Regions from separate parts of the Anas platyrhynchos genome. Here region 2 is linked to region 1. Evidence: chromatin contacts called from public Hi-C data. All regions are on one chromosome and are shown on one strand. The core of a region is the stretch at or near the end of the contact, and the rest is flanking DNA. Distances in the headings are between cores, read along the strand shown.

Region 1 (4,359 bases), core at 282-2,781:
GGAGGAGGCTGGGACTGGTCTAGAGGCAGCTTGCATCCATGTGTGAACCTGGGGTCACACAACAAGCAAACACGAGCTGGATCTTACAGAACTTCCAATGAGTCAGAAATGTTCCTGGAACTCGTCAGTTTCTTAATGAATTGTTGCATGATCTTGGGTTTGTGGTAGTGCTGCTGTTCTGTTTGATAGGAAATACTGCATTTTTCTGAAATAGATGGACAAACAGCTGGTTTTCTGTTTTTCCACGTACGAGGGAATTGAATCTGGTTACATGCAACCAGAACATATTACCAGAAACATATTTTTGTAGTCTAGATTTCAAAGTATTGTTTTGCTGGCGGAAAGTGTTTTTCATCTTGTAATACATTTGAGAACGCATGTGCTTTGTGGCATGCGAGATGTGCAATAGTCTCAACACGTCGTATTTGTAGGCTTGAGCATGCTTATGGTGATGCTGAGGTACTTAAAATTCTGATTGTTTAGGACATGGAAATTAGCTCTGTAATTAGCTTGGTGCAGTGTCATCAAATTAATTATATGTGGCAATTCTCTGGGTGTTTTGAGGAACTACTTGGATTGGTTTTGTAAAGCTAGGATTAAACATGAATCCACAAGAAGGCATGTTTAGTATTAAAGAACATGATTCAGCAGTAAGAATTGTCTGCAATTACATGCTGAAAGTGAGTAAAATTTAGCAAAAGGGTTTTTAGCACTCTTGTTACTTTACTTTTTCTCAGATTACGTTTCATAATTTTGTTACTTTTAATTAGATAAGATTAGTTACCAATTTTTGATATTAACACAATCCTGCGATACAAAATGCAATGTGTTTTTTTTTTTTTCCTGGTATTTAAATGTATGTTAGTAGATTTATTGGCTCTAAACCAGAGTGACATTTTCCAGTATTTCTGTATGCTTTAGAGTGAAAGTTCAAAACATTTGCATGGGGGCTATGCCACTTTAGACTACAATATGTATTTATCCTATTTCTAAAAGCTGGCATAGTTTGTTTCCTTTTAAGTGTTATGGCACTTGCCTGTAGAGCTTGTAAATGAAATCTAATGCTGTTTTTGCATTGTGTTTTCTTCTAGGGTTTGAAATCTGAGCATGGCAGACATCGACAAGTAAGTAAAATCTGTAGGTTACTGAGGCTGTAGCTGTCCTGTTATGTACTTCAGATGCCTGTTCCCTCCAGATATATGAGGGACAGGGTCTATCTACTACAACGTGATCTTGACTTTGTGGCAAGATGAGTTTTACAGCATTTGCACGTGGGAGGAGAGCCCGAGTTGCTCATGCCAAATTGGTTTGGGATCTTAACTGTATAAGACGGGTAAGGAACCAGTTAACTTACCACGTTAGCTGGAATTCTGTAGGGAAAAATGCTAGTACTACCCGTTACCATTATTTCACTGAACGTAGCTTTCTCTGTACTTTGAATGTGTGTAGTTTTGTGGGATTTGAAGTATTGTTTGGGTGAATCTAATCTCAGTTCTCAAGGCCTGCACATCATAACAAAGAGGATGCATAGGGCAGGAGGAGGCTTGTACTTGCTGATATCAGTAGGAGCTGAAGGAATCCTTCTGTAAAGGAATTTTAACTTCAAAACTTTGAAAAGGTGCTAGTTCTATAAACTGCTCAGTCTGAAACTAACACTGAATCTATGAAGACAAATTTGACTTTGGCTATTACAACTTTCGAATTTTCATAGATTAAAAATTAGTGCATCAGTTTGCTTGTACCAATGTGATCTCTGACTCTTTGAGCTCATTTATAATTTAAAAAAGTTAACTTATTAATTCTATTATTAAATATTCCTAATAGCAAAGAACAGTCTGAACTTGATCAACAAGATATGGAAGATGTTGAAGAAGTAGAAGAGGAGGAAGCTGGTGAAGATGCCAACAGCAAAGGTAATGTTGAAAACAAGTCTTTTGAAGTAGCTGCATATGTGCTTTCTTGTTAATGTTAAAATTTTCTTCTTAAAAGGAAGTGGTAAAGCTTAATGGCTTATACAACAGAGTAGTCTCTGTTTAAATTCTGAAGCAAGGACTTTTTTCCCTAGTTGTGTCTTTTATTAGTTGTACACTGTTGTTCATTTTAGTCATGGTCAGTACCAGTGCAAGTAGACCTGACCACCTGTAGGGTTGTATAATTGGAAAAGAGAAGGTTATTGTGGATGTGTTAACAAATTATTTCAAAGCTAGTAGCTGATAGCCTTTTTCTTAATAAATAAATAAATAATACATATATGTATTATTTTGATTGTTTCTCTCAAGAAGGCCTGAACATGTATGAGAACACTTGTTTCATCTCTGTGCTGAGCAGTCCTACTCAAATGTTACAGTTAAAAATTGGGGATGCAGATAGTATCTGAGAGCAATTAGCCAAATGAGAAATAGCTTGTATGAGAGATGATAATCTCTGTAATAAAATAGCTTGGATTGCTGATAATGCTACATTCCATGTTTTCCTGAGCAAAGTAGTAACACTAATGAAAAACTAGAAAACTTTCCTCAAGGTGGCGTTAGAGGCTTTGTTATCACTATTGAAAGTGTTTCCAAAGCTGGATTGCAAAATTTTGGATAATGTAGGTCAGATGAAGATGCTTACAATAATTAAATGTTAAATAATCAGGTGTCCCAAAGGAACCTAGAGTTGAGTAATGGTATTTTTAGTATTTAATCCCAGCAATGATACATGAGGATCTGAGAGGGGAAATCACACTATATGCATGTACATCTTGGAGGGAAATGGAGTTTTGCAAGTGAAGAACATTTCAGTACTAGGGAACTTTTCAGTCTTCTGAAATGAAGACTGCCAAGCAGTTCTTTTGCTGGCTTTCTAGTGTCTTTTACCATGCACATTTTTTCCACATCCTAGCCTTTTTCTTTTTTTTTTAACCTGGATGATTTAATTTTTAAATATATTGAAGACTGTTCAGGTAACACTTAAGTAAAGCACTCTTGCTTTTTGGTAAAAACCTAACTGAAAAACAAAAGGTTAATGTATCCAAGGACTTGCAGAACAGATATGGGGTTGGCTTTCAGTTTGAGGGAATGTTGGCACTGGCATGCCATTTTTATGGTGTGTACAGGTTTGGTATTTAAAAGAATACCTCAAAACAGACTCAAATTGCACAGTTGGGTAGGTTTTTAGGTTAAGGAAAGTAATGATTAGTAAGACCAGAGCAAACGAAGATAGCTTAACAAGATGGTTGGTGTTAACTAATGTGGTATTGTGCTTCTAAGAAGCAACTACATCTACTGCTGAAATGTGTCTTTATGGAGATACTACAGGCTTCACAGAACAGGCCTCTTTTTTGGGTGTCACTTGAGATAAAATTTCTCAATATGTAATTTAATTGGTAGGACATAAAAGTAGAAGAGGATGCTCACATGGTTATTCTAGCGAAGGGCATAGAAATGGTGAACTGAATATTACTTAACAAAAAAACAACTTGATGTATCAGGAAGGATTGAAAAGCTCCACATTCATTTGAAGGTGCCAGTTAATGAAGATATTTTCTATGCCTTATGATATACTACTTGTTTGCATACCTGTAAATGTTGAAGATGGGGGAAGAAGGCAAAACAGCATGATTAAAAATTATAATAAATTCTTATTAAAATGAACTTCTACAGGTTGCTTAGGCACAGACTTTGAGCTGAAGTAAAAGAGGTGATGATACAGAGCACTTAAGCTAGCAATTTGTGTGTTTTCTAAAATGTACTTCTATCATATAATTTGAAACAGATTTCCCATTTGGGCAAAATGATTTCTAAAGAGGTTACTAATAGAAATTAAGTACTTAGCACTGATATTCTGTAATCAATAACGTGTCAGACTGAGTTGATTGGATTGATATGCTATTCCTTTAAAAATGTTCTAATGAATAATTTATTTTGCAAGAAAAAATATGTAAGCATAGATTTGTAAAAAAAAAAAAAAAAAAATTAAAAAAAAACTCTAAATCCAAGTCTGAAGCAGTCTTGTTTCATCTGAAATGGAATGGAAATCCCAACTCCAATTTTGACTTCTTAAATTAACGGCATGAAATCTACTACTTTGCATTTTTCTGATGAGTTTTGAAGTAGAAGTCAAGTAGAAACAACGGATGCTTTTAGAAGTATCATGTAAAGCCAGACCTTTTAACAAAAGCTCGGTTTGCTGAACAGTGGCAATTTTAATCCAGGTTTTTGATGAGGATGGGATGGACTTGATCCATGCTTCTCAAATAGATGTCTGAAATACTTTTCTGCCTGTATTTCTTCTCACAAATGTATATAATAAACTTACTGCTTTTTATAGTAATCCAAGATGAATCCAGAAGATGTACTTTTTGCATTTACAGTTTTT
Region 2 (4,379 bases), core at 592-3,091, 160 kb before region 1:
CCTAAACAAAATGTCTGTGATATAATCCACGATTGTGCAACCTTTGAGAACCCATGTCAGCATTTATTTGATTCAGTTTAAGCCATGTGAGCAGAGGACTGAGCTTCTCCATAAATGATTGCTGTTTTGGTGTGCTGACAGCCTCACGCTTCTACCACAGATCAAAATACAAGCACTGTAATGCTAAGAAAGCACTTTGGGAATGAGTAATAGGAGTTTACTGGTGACCTCCAGGAGAAGCAAAAAGCGCAGCATGGGTTCACCTCGCGCACTTGCAAAGTGAACCGACTCCTAGCTGCCCCCCCTGCCCGGTGTCATATTCCTTGTGTCGGACACCGTGACCTGCTGTGGCTCTTCAGGACGACTTCAAGAGCACGTTTTTTGCTGGAGCTCTCAGGGTGCTACCAAGCAAATCTGGTGACTGTGGAAATAGCTGCAAAAGAAAGGAGCTCTGCCACAAGGCAAGGTGGGAATGAGTCACGAATTGCATGCACGGCCAGAACTGCTGCCCAAAGCCATGCTCAGCCCGTTAGCCAGACCACAACTAAACTCATGAATTAAAGCTCTACAGGGAGAAAACCTGCATGGGTAACTCTTAAACGAGTGAATTATCTCCTTCCACAGCCTTCCTTTGGGGAGAAGTAGCATTTAGTTATACAAAGCTTTGTACAAAGAAACTTCAAATAATTTATAATAATGAAAATAATTGTTCTCTGTATTCTTCAACAGTTTGTACCTAATTGCTGTGGAAGGAAAAAAAAAAAAAAAAAAGCAATCTGCTGCAGCCAGGAATACATACAAGACATTTCTACAGAAGTATTTGAAAGGGAAAAAAAGGCACTGATGAAAGATACTCAGCCTTTTAATTAACTCGGATTATTCAAGGAACAGAATGAAAAGATTGTGAGTGGAACATTAGCCCAAGATAATGGACTCCTAGTGACACTGCTACATAATGAGGTACAGCAGATAATACTCTGAAAAATAGATTGAGCTGGAAGTCTTATTTTTGGGGTCAGAAACATTAATCCTTTGACAACTTTCTGCATCGTTAGTTAGCTGGGCAGTGCCAAAGGTGCCAAACGCTTCTGAATGCCCTGACGGTACTTTCTCTTGATGTAAGTGGAAAGAAGATGCTCAGCATTTCCAAAAGTTACTCAGCAGTTTGCAGCTGCTTCCAGTTGTATCAGCTGGCAGGTGATGAAAACTGAGGTACATTTTCATTTTATTTTAAAGATGGGAATGTGATATGTGAGCTGCTCACTGCGGTTTTATATTGCCAGTGGCACGTTTAAAACTGCTATGAGGGGACCTGTAATGAGATGGGGAGCTGGGGGTCAGCCTCTTGTCGCAGATAACCAGTGGTAGGACGAGAGGGAATGGCCTCAAGTTGTGCCAGGGGAGGTTCAGAGTGGGAATGAGGAGACATTTCTGCTCAGGAAGACTAATTAGGCACTGGGATGGGCTGCCCAGGGAGGCGGTGGAGTCACCGTCCCTGGGGGTGCTCAAGGCAAGGTTGGATGTGGTGCTTGGGGACATGCTTTAGGGGGTGACATTGGTGGTAGGGGACGGTTGGACCAGATGATTTTGGAGATCTTTGCCAACCTTAATGGTTCTGTGCGATTTTTTTAAAAAACAAACGCGGATCCAGCCCCCCACGGCCCCCTCAGCCGCGGGGCGGGCCCTCCGCCGGCAGCCCCGTGACGGGGCGGGGCGGGCCTGCGCTCGCCCCCGCCCGCTGGCGGCGGCGGATGAGGGGATCAAGCGGCGACCGGGGAGCGGGGTGCGCGCCTACGCGTGCGCGCGCGCGGCCGGGGAGCGGCGGGGCGGGGCCGCGCCGGGGCCGGGGCCGAGCACGAGGACGAGCACGGGGGTGGGAGGGGAAGGGGCGCGGGCACGGGCACGGCGCCGCTCTGCTCGCAGCGGGCCGGGCTGAGCCGAGCCGAGCCGAGCCGAGCCGAGCCGAGCCGAGCCGCTTCGCCGGAGGGTGCAGGCGAGGTGAGCGGTGAGCGGGGTGCGGGGGGCGAGGCTTGGGCAGCGGGGCGGTAACTCGCGTTCGGTACCGACCCGATTGGGGAAATTTTTGGGGAAAAAAATAAATAAATAAAATGAAACGAGCGGGTCTGCCCCGCCGCAGCGTGCAGGAGCCTTGTCGGACAGACCCCTTTTTCCCTCCCCCAGACATAAGTAAGGGGCAGAGCGCCTCTGAAGCCCGCTTTCCCCTGAAATCGCCCCAACGCGGCGCCTTCAGAAAATGGCCATCGGCTGCCAGCCCCGGGGCGCCCCAGATGCGCTGCTGGGGTTCCCCGCGGTGCTCGGGCTCCGTAACTTGTAGAGGCGAGGAGCAGTTTGTGCTGCTGCAGGAGCAAAATGCGGGGCTGGGGCAGGGAATGGGGTCAGGACCGGCAGTGGTCCCGCTGCGTGGTCCCGGTGTCACTCCTGAGGAAACCGAAAGGCTGGGGTTAGTGGGAGATGTGCCCACAGGCTGTGAATGTCATGTCCAAGTGACCGAGAAGCCTGCTAGGGGGCTCGGTGCTTTCTGGTGCTGGTCCCTTGGCCTTTTGTTAGGGAGCAGAAGATGAATTTGTTGCAGAAGGGGCACGGCATCGCGGAGATGAAGCTCCCGGGTGGGCCAGGCAGCGTTTTTTTACGAGCCTACATCAAGCTCTGAGGTAATCAGGTCTGTGATTAAAAGCAGAACGGCAACGTGTGGTGTTCAGCGAATGAGAGAATTGTGAAGGAAACGTGAAAGGACCTTCAGTGAAGACACGGTGAGGAAACCGGGTAGCCTGACTGCCTCAGAGCGCGGGGTTTCTTCAGTTGCGCTCAGTGTAACAGAAGCCCTGCAAGCATCAAAGTTTGATGGCATTCCCCAAACTGTAATGCGGAAATCTTGGTCAGGTAACTTATAGCTTTTAATATGCTACGCCGTTAATGCAGATCCCGCTTGCGTGGCAGATGTGCTGCTGAAGAGACGGGGAACAGCTGAGAGGTTTTTGTGGCAGGTACTTGCGCAGTCCCTGTCATGACAGGAAACGCAATACCGTGGTTCTTCACCTAGGCTGTTTCGGCACGCTGCTGAGGAAGTAAGAAGTACAGCTGCTAGATGTCGAGCAGCTCTGCACTAAGTGAACGGTACCGTCGTTTTTCCCCTCCTTTCCCATTCCGTGTTTGTGCTGATGTCAAGTTAATAAAGCTTTTCTACTTTGCTAAACAGCCCGTTCAGTTAGCTTTTGTTATAACCTGTAGTTGACAGCTGTATGGTTCAGCAGTGCCTCTGTTTGAGATGCAGGAGGTGATGGGCACAGTCTTGGTGAGGGGGGGAAGTTCTTCCACAGGCTTCAGTTTCTTTTAGAGGGCTGCTTCTGGATTTTGCTCGAGCGATTTCTTTTTCTGTTGTCTTGTGTTGTGGTTGAAGTTGATAACCTTTCTGTTTAACTTCAGCCTGCCCGGGGTTTGCCTCCTTCCCTCTGCTGCTGACAGCTCTCCACTAATACACAATGAGGAGTGGAGCTCAGCTTACAGCTGGAGCAATGCAGCAGGCCCTGTGTCACGCTTGGAACTTCCCTGGAAAATGTTTGAGCAGATGTTAAGACTAGCATAGCTTTTGCAAGTTCTTTAGGTGTCAGAAGGTCTAAATTGTAACCAGAAATGGAAAAAAAAGTAAGTTGTTTCCTTTGAAAAAATAACATTTACAATATTGAGAATTAGTAGAGACAATATGTTGTTACTTTGTGCGCTTACTTTGACCCCAAGCTTGTACAATCTGCAAAATTTTGGACGTGTTTTTTATTAAATTAACTTTTGCTCAAGGACATGGTTTCTCTGCCTCAAACTCCATCAGTTGAAGCAGAATAGCAGCAGCTCCTCGTGGCTTTATCTTAAAGAAACACTTGGCCAGCTCATGGTAACAGCAAGTCGCGCGCTTTCCAACTGGTTTGTTTCAGCCAATTCAGTTTTATAATTTCGTACTGTTGACTTGACGGAGCTTAGTATTTTGAGGATTGCCATTGCACGCGTGCTTTCCTTTTAGAGGTCAGGTGTTGAACCCTGTGAACTGAGCAGTGTTTAGGAAACAATTGTTGTAATAGGGTGCTGATTAGCAGAAGGGTTGGATGTTAGTCAGAAGGGTTCTGTTCGGCGTGGCTGGTTCTGGATTGCACACAGTCAAAGTCCCATGCAGTGTTTTGCTGTGTTTGTTGTAAAACAATGTTTTATTCCATCTGTACTCTACAACAAGAAAATCTGTTGCAGATGTAATGTATATGGTAGCATAAAAAGCCTCTTGAGAGCAGCTAAAAGTGTTTGACAGATGGTAAGAGGCATTTGGGAAGCGAGATTTTCGTTTTGAAGAAGTAGCTTTTACTTATGGTCCAAGA

The links. A called contact is a pair of places that touch in the nucleus more often than the background predicts.
Region 2: a Hi-C map of skeletal muscle shows a contact between it and region 1, with 2.1 times the contacts expected there. The contact joins the promoter of OSBPL8 here to the enhancer-like site in region 1. A contact is called at or near these places in 2 of 8 Hi-C or Micro-C datasets (skeletal muscle and subcutaneous adipose tissue).

Annotation. Positions count from the first base shown.
Region 1 is chr1:40,121,138-40,125,496 of IASCAAS_PekinDuck_T2T, reverse strand. NAP1L1 (nucleosome assembly protein 1 like 1) reads left to right here. Exons shown (of 15, transcript XM_072035087.1): 2 at 1,092-1,124; 3 at 1,825-1,913. The coding sequence starts at 1,108. Among named protein-coding and RNA genes, the nearest start is that of NAP1L1, 14 kb to the left of the region's middle. Within about 2 kb of position 1,531, at least 3 of the 8 cell types and tissues checked have an H3K27ac peak or open chromatin away from gene starts, as enhancers often do.
Region 2 is chr1:40,282,698-40,287,076 of IASCAAS_PekinDuck_T2T, reverse strand. OSBPL8 (oxysterol binding protein like 8) reads left to right here and starts at 1,841. Exons shown (of 24, transcript XM_027454754.3): 1 at 1,841-1,998.